Regions from separate parts of the Oryctolagus cuniculus genome. Here region 2 is linked to region 1. The links are chromatin contacts, called in public Micro-C maps. All regions are on one chromosome and are shown on one strand. The core of a region is the stretch at or near the end of the contact, and the rest is flanking DNA. Distances in the headings are between cores, read along the strand shown.

Region 1 (3,981 bases), core at 881-3,380:
TAACATGATAGATAAATTAAAAGGACAGAAGACTGGACTTAAGCAAGGCAGAAGCCAGAGCTGCCAATGTAAATGTTAACAATGCAGATCAGGGGAACAGATTTGGCAGTTACAGCAAAAGAAAACAAAGGCAAAGTGGGTGCCTGAGTATCTGCGGGGAACAATAGAAAGGAGAGGATCAAGGAGGACAGAAACAGCTCCGCTGGTGTGAACTAAGTGGCTCGCAAACAGGAAATTATAAATTTCATCATAACACACACAATTTTCTATAGTATACTTCAGCATCTCAGAGTGTGGATGGCAGACTGGAACCAATTTCTGAACTAGTTATTATCCAACATGTACAGGAAAGATGAAAGTAAGCATTTAGAAGCTTTCAGTGTACGCTGACAATCATTTGATGTTAAATTTAATTTAAAAAGTGCACTTGTGTTTTTAATACCATTTTTCTAATAAATAATCTTAACAGTATTTTAAAAAGTATGGATGTGTCAAAGACTAAACATTTTTAAAAATCAAAGAACTGGTTCTTTACCACAGGTAGTCTGAGAAACACTATCCAAGTATTTACTACCTTGCACCCCAAATTAACTCTACCTTTGTAAATGCACATTCAAAAATAACATGAATTTGAATATGGGTTAGATAGCAGAGGCTATCAAATTATCGTTAATTTTCCTAGGTGCTGATTATGCAAGAAAATGGCACTTTTAGGAGTGACATGCTGATGTATTTGGGGTGAAATATCACGCCAGGTGCAACTTAATGAATGGCACAGCAAGTGACTAGGACAGAGCAGTCAGCTCACACATACACAGCTGAAGTTAGTATGGCCAAATGCTAACAACAGTTGTATTTAAGATGTGAATGCAAGGGTAACGACACTATAGTTTCAACTTTCCAAAACACAATGTTAAAAAAAAAAAAAAATGCTTCAACCAGTGTCACCTTAAAAAAAAAAAAAACAAAGTCAGGCATACCCTAACGTCACCAGCTCCGTGTCCTCCGGGATGACTTCCGGATCCTCACCTTCCTCTAGGCACTTCAGTTTATCAAGGCTAGAACAAAAAAGGGAAAGCGCTGCTTCAACGACGCACGTGCATCCTGTCCACTGCGAGCTGGGGCTGTGTGCTAAACACATCACCGAATAATTACGAAGTCAGACAAAACCCAGGAGGCGCCTCAGAGGAGAGGCTACAATCCACCGCAATGATTTCTGTGCCGTCAGTGCATATTGAAAGGGATACACGGCCGATTGAAGACGACCAGTACTGTTAAATGACGAAGGGTCACTAAAAGTTATGTTTATATTTGCACCCCAAACAATCCACTTTGGGGGGCAGTAACAGCATCCCTCGGACGTCCCTCAAAAGGTCAGAGTTAAGCAAGGTTTTAACAGTCCTCGCGTTAAGTCTCCTCCAGCCTCATCATTCCGCTGCTCCTCCATTGTCGAAGTGTCAATGGCAGGGACACGTCGCGTTACCCAGACCGCTGCTCTTCATTAACAAGCACTTTATAAACGGGCGAATGGAAACGTTAGCCTTTATGCAGCTGTCTCCTTTCACTCCAACTCGCAGAGATTGAGCATTCGGATGCCAGGACCCGTCCCCGAGTTCCGGGAAGGTTCCAGCGTGTGGAACGCTTTGGAAGGGCGGTCCTCCTACGCCGGGTCTGAACCGCAGGCCCTCCCAGAGAGGGATCCCCCAGGGAGCTCGGGAGCAAGGCTCCCGACGGGCCCCAAGCTGCAAGGACCGCCTGACCCTGCACTCACCTGCACACCGCCCTCAGCTCGGCCGCCTTCTCCAGGCTGCAGTCCAGATCCCGGGCCACCGCGGCATCCCCCGGATCGGAGGCAGCGTCCCCTGGGCACCCAGGCAGCTCCGGTGCCCGCGGCTCCTTCAGCGACAAGTCCTCGGCCCCGCGCAGCCGGCCACGCCACAGCTCCCCAATGGTGCCCACATGGAAAGCGCGCGTGTTAACCTCGGGAATCTCGTACTCTGGAAAGTTGTAGCCACCACTGCCAGGGACCGGGTCCTGACTGTCCCCCATCCAGCTGCACGTTGGGCCACCCCGGCTGTCTTCAGCCATGTTCGTCCCCACTCCCTTCCCTTTTGCAAAGCCGAGCGAGCAAGGTCTCGCGGAGCGTGACGGGACTTGTAGTTGCGTAAGGCTCCCGGCCGGCGAGCGGCGGGGCGGCGCGGGCGGGGCTTTACAAACTGCATTTCCCGGCAGGCCCCGGGCCAGGCCCGTCCCCGGGCGCGGTCGCGCGAGGCTCTGCGCCCAGGTCTGAGCGCATTGTTCTCGGGCGGGGAGGTGCGGGATGCGGCTGTGGCTCATTTGCTGCACCTGTGCTACAGTGGCAGTCCTGGCTGGGTTCCTGGCCTCCATTTACGAAGCGCGTTCCTCTGCATGTTAGCGCGGCCTTGCCACTCCCTTCGGTCCAGTTCCTTGCTTCCCGAGGCTCAAGAGTGCAGGACTTTTACTTGATTCTGGGATTCGGAGGCTGCACTGTTGTGCTAGACAAGGGGGCAAGGTCTAAAACCAGGTTCCTTCTGAAACTCCCCAGACCCCCTGCTCCTGTGTAAAACCCAAGCATGGCTGTTCACACGCACGATGTTGTTTACGGAGTGCCCCCTGTGTAACCCATAGTGTACATCGTTAGCCCTTATGTATGTGTCATTTAAATCACCAAACATTGCCAGGTAGGCATTGTCATCTGCTTGTTGCTGGCTGAGGAGGGAGTTAACCGTCAAGAACCAGCAATTTTGGAGCTCAGTTGGTGTAGCTTCAGATGGAGGCCCCAAAAAGCGGAGCAGGACACACAGAAAAAGCCCTGGCTGCTTATGATGCTCTAATCACGTACCATGTAATCCACCCACGAGAAGTGTTTTTTAGTGGATTTTAGGATTTTCAGAGTTGGGTACCCATTACTGCAACCAGTTTAGAGAACATTTTCACCACACCAGGAAAGAAACCTGCATCCATTGTAGCTATCACCTCCAATTCGGCCCGCCCAGTACATCCAGCCCTAGCCAATTACTATTCTGCTTTCTGTCTAGAGATTTACCTATTCTGAGCAGTTAGTGCAAACAGCATTGTATAACACTTGGTTTTACTGTGTCTGGTTTCTTTCACTTAGCAAATTTTCAAGGTTCATCCATGTCTAGCACATATCAGTAACCCCCCTTTTTGAGCCCGATAAATATATTATATGAATGTACTACATTTTGTTTGCTATTTAGCAAAAGATTGTTTCCACCTATTGGCTATTATGAATAATGTTGCTCTGAACATTTGTGTACCAGATTTTGTACAGAACCATGTTTTCATTTCTATCGGGTAGAGACCTAGGATGTTATTCATGGTCAGTCTATGTGGTTAAACCATTAAAAGAACTGCCAGACTTTTTTTCAAAATGGCTATGCCATTTTGTATTCCTGCTGGTAGGGTATGATGTATGGACTTCTCCACATCCTTGCCAACACTATCTTAGTTTTTTATTGTAACCATCTTGGTAGCTGTGAAATAGTATTCTTTGTAGTTTTAAAAAGCAATCTTATCAATCTCTTGTGTTTTTTAGAAAGATTTATTTTTTGAAAGGCAGAGAGTCACAAAGAGACAAAAGATTTTGCATCTGCTCGTTTGCTCCCCAAATGCCCCCACAACAGCTGGGGCTGGGCCAGGAGAAGCCAGAACCAGGGACGCCATCCGAGTCTCCCACGAGGGTGACAGGAATCCAAGTGTAAGGCCGCCACAAAACACACCAAACATTGAAGTAAGGGGAAAGGGTTGGGTTTATTGGTGGAAGAAACCCGACAGACGGGAGGGAAGGGGCAAACAAGGAAAAAGAGACAGCATGTGTCCCGGGAAAAGGGTCCTAATATCCCTTTGTCAGGGGATGGGTAGGGAAGTAGGGGTAGCGAATCCCATTAGGGTGGGGTGAAGCTAACATGTTGGTTGGACCATGAGGTTTAGGACCAA
Region 2 (3,981 bases), core at 411-2,910, 150 kb before region 1:
AGAAGACAATTCTGCTTTAAGAGTTCGGAGCCACAGCTGGTACAACATTTTCCTACCTCATATTTGAGTCCTTCAGTCTGCATCCAAAATGTGCTCATCTCTCAGTATGTCTGCACAGATGGGAGGAAAAGGGACGGACAAGTGGATGGAAAATAAGAACTACTATTACTGAGCACTTACTATGGGCCACATGCTGAGCTGAGCATCCCTGATCTCTTTAATCCTTCCAATAAACCTAGAAGACTACTGTGCACAGCTTACAAATGAGAAAACAGGCATTTTGTAAACGCTGAGTAACTGAAGACACTCAGGGGGAAAATCAGAATTCCAGCCCCTACACGGCTGACTCAAAAATCTATCCTTTCACTAGGTACTGCTGTCTTCATTAGTAATCGCACAGGTGTTGGGAGTCTGTCAGTCCTTATATGTTTCACCTTCACTGGGGGATGTGTGAGTCTCTCATCAAAGCAAGATCAACACAAAGAGGCTCAGACAATCAAAAAATGTCAGAAGTAAATGAAACTTCAGGATCCAAGCCAATACGCTTATCTTAAGCTTAAGGCTACCTGATGTGCCTGAGATCCAAATATAAAACACCATTCCTTCACCTCTCCTCTTAGCAGGTTTGTTTTCCTCTGCCCTTCGTGGAAACCCATGTTCCTTTCCAGCTTACCACTGTTTTGTTGCACTGTTAGGACAAGTGACAAAAAGGTAGGTTCTTTTCTTCAAAGTTATGAGAACTATAAAACCCTGATGGGTAATGGAATAAAGTACCAACTCTTTCTAATAAATAAATGCTATTGTAATAACATAGAAACGAACGATGTGTATTTCCCTGGTATAATTATCATAACGGAGTAAACATTCAAAAGGAGGCGCCACTTGTGCAGAGAATTTACAGCTCTGGGAAAACTCGAAGCTGACTTTTCCAAGTCTCTCAGAGTACAAGCTGCAGAAGACAGTCTAGCACAACTCTAGTTACCAAACATTTAGGGCGTCTAGCATTAAAAAGAGGAGGAGAAAAACGTGGCCTTTGTCCTCGGAGGGATTACTAATTCTAGGGGGGGTTGGGGGGAAGCACAGGCTGAAGTTGTAAACCCAAGAAGCTCCAAGTCCGGGCCGTCTGGTCCCCAGCCTGACCTCAGTGCACTGCGGCTGCGTCTCAGCCTCGGATGCTGCAGCATCCTCGCCCAGCTGGGTGGAGACACTGTGCCCGGGACGCTGGCGGTATGTCCCCGCTGGCGACCCTAACAGCCCTAAGCTAACTCGAGGACTCCCACAGCCCTCCCTGCAGCCCCTACACCGCTCCGCTCCAAATCTCTTCTCCCCAACTCGTTCTCCTCGAAGTCTCCACACCCTTCGGTTACCTCAGGGGTCTCGCCTGGTCCAGACCGCACACCCAAGCTGCCTAGGGGCAGCTTCAACCCTCGGGGGCAGGAGGGAGTCCGGGCAGCCCTCGCGTATCAGGGGTAGGAGCAAAAACTGTGGAACCCGACGGACTCTAGGACCCGGGGAGGAGGAACGAACAGCACAGGGGGACTGGAGGGGACTTGCCTCTAGGAGGCGAAGTTTACAACCGCCACTTCCGGGGGCTGGGCAGAAGCGGCGGCTGCCGTCTCAGACCTCCGCAGACTTTCACAGGCGTCGCCGGCCCCGCCCCGACCCCGCCCCAAGCCCGCCCCGCTCCCACCGGCCCCAGCCTTCCCCTTTCCTCCCGCAGCCCTCACCCCCGCGTCTCCGAGATACGTACTCAAAGTACGCCGGGCTCCGATTGGCGGAGCCGGCCCGCGAAGCTGCGCGCCCTCGCTGGGGGGCCGAGCCAACGCATGCGCCGTCTCTGGGACGCGGCGCGCTCGCGGTCGAGCGCGCGCATGCGCGCTGCCGCTCCAGACGTCCCGCCTCCCCGTGCGAACCTGAGGCTGGCTTTGCGTCTCAGGGTGGTCTCAGCGTGAGGTCCTCAGGTTGCTGGCGCAGAATCCCGAGGCTACTAGAAAAGCAGATTTTAACTCCTTTTCCCTGCTTACTGAGTAAAAATCTGAGAAGCCAGACCCTGCATTTTGTGAACTAAATGCTGCGCTGATTCTTAGGGTCAGCGCAACCTTCCCGGTCTGTGGGCTAGTGCCAGAGCCCAGAGGGAAATTCTTGGATTTGGCTTCTGCACCAGTGGCTGTTCCCCTGCGTCTGAACGGCTCTCGGCCGTTTGTCTCCTCCTCCCGTTCCCATAGTAAACCGGGCAGGAAGAATGCGTGTCGGTGCATTAATGCCGTCGCAGTGCATGTAAACATTGCATAACGAAGTACAAGGCCTTGGAGCCAGGCGCGCTCCGTCTCTGCCGCTCCCCCATCCCTGTTACTCGCGCGCGCGTGCGCCTCCCTCTTGTTGATAATTTATAGTACGGTTTCTGCCGGTAGCTGCTCCACAATCTGCTGCCGCCTCAGGGAGGTTGGGAAACCGAATCCTTTTGTTCCTTGGCTTTGGAAAGCCTAGTCCCCAAAGATCAATGCAAATTGGAGAGATTTTGATTAAGGATTTTATCTTCATTACCACCTCCGCGCAAAAAGGTGTTCGGTACCAAAAAATAAATAAAAATTTAAAAACAAGCCTTTTGTGCTAGACTCCTCCCGTGTCGATTGTAATCAACCTGAAACCAGGTGTAGCGGCTATCTTCTGTCTCCCTCAGAGGAGCCAACGGTGAGAAAGGCAAATATAAATTGGGATTAAAACCGCCGTGATTCTTTCAGCACTGAAACCTTAATTGGTTAGAGTTTATTCGGTTCGATTAAAAAAGGAGGCCAGTCCCCACTTCCAAATACTTTAGCCAGAAAAAGATAATTGCCTCAAAGAAAGAGCTTATGGAAAGGAAAAACAGCCCACTTAACATTTAGAACTGAAATGGAAAATGACAACAGACTAATGAGATTAGAGCTTGTGATTTTACAAGCTTTGACTGATACCTATAAATTTCTTATAGTTTCACAAAATCACAAAAGTGATTATGTAAGAATATGCTAAATATACTGTTGTCCACTATTTATTTTCTTTTTACTTTTTTATTGAACTTCTAGGTTTTTTCTTTCTTTCTTTCTTTAAGATTCATTTATCTACCGGTGCCGTGGCTCATTAGGCTAACCCTCCGCCTTGCGGCGCCGGCACACCGGGTTCTAGTCCCGGTCGGGGCGCCGGATTCTGTCCCGGTTGCCCCTCTTCCAGGCCAGCTCTCTGCTGTGGCTCGGGAGTGCAGTGGAGGATGGCCCAAGTGCTTGGGCCCTGCACCCACATGGGAGACCAGGAGAGGTACCTGGCTCCTGGCTTCAGATCAGCGTGTTGGGACCAACGGTAAAGGAAAACCTTTCTCTCTGTCTCTCTCTCACACTGTCCACTCTGCCTGTCAAAAAAAAAAAAAAAAAATTCATTTATCTGTTTGAAAGGCAGAGTTACACAGAGGCAGAGACAAAGAGAGAGGTCTTCCATCTGCTGGTTCACTCCCTACATGGACACAATGGCCAGAGCTGCACCGATCTAAAGCCAGGAGGAAGGAGCTGCTTCTGGGTCTCCCACGCGGTTGCAGGGGCCCAATGACTTGGGTCATCTTCTACTGCTTTCCCAGGCGATAGCTGAGACCTGGATTGGAAGTGTAGCAGCCGAGACTCAAACCCGCACTCATACAGGATGCCGGCACTGCAGGCGGTGGCTTTACCTGCTGTGCCACTGCTATTTTAATGACAAAGGGGTACAGCCTCATGAATTTGCAATCCTCATTTATTATTCAGCATTTATAGAATGCAGAGTATGTACTCTGTAGGGAGCTGAGTGACGAAAATACAGGGTATGTAACACAGGTACAGTGGGGGTCAGAAAGGGGAAATGATAATATCAACCCTGAGCACCCAGGAAGGATTTCCAGAGAACCCTGAATTTAGCCTGGAAAGACACAGACTCACCAACCTAACATAATTGGAGGGAAAACATCAAAGTTACAAA

What was found. Hi-C and Micro-C count contacts between places; a contact is called where the count stands out from the background.
Region 2: a Micro-C map of ear pinna shows a contact between it and region 1, with 6 times the contacts expected there. The contact joins the promoter of CCDC171 here to the promoter of SNAPC3 in region 1. A contact is called at or near these places in 2 of 6 Hi-C or Micro-C datasets (ear pinna and an unstated tissue).

Annotation. Positions count from the first base shown.
Region 1 is chr1:178,252,996-178,256,976 of mOryCun1.1, reverse strand. SNAPC3 (small nuclear RNA activating complex polypeptide 3) reads right to left here and starts at 2,130. Exons shown (of 9, transcript XM_002708086.5): 1 at 1,772-2,130; 2 at 981-1,058. The coding sequence starts at 2,088.
Region 2 is chr1:178,402,647-178,406,627 of mOryCun1.1, reverse strand. It overlaps CCDC171 (coiled-coil domain containing 171), which reads right to left and starts at 1,660. Exons shown (of 26, transcript XM_070052428.1): 1 at 1,368-1,660.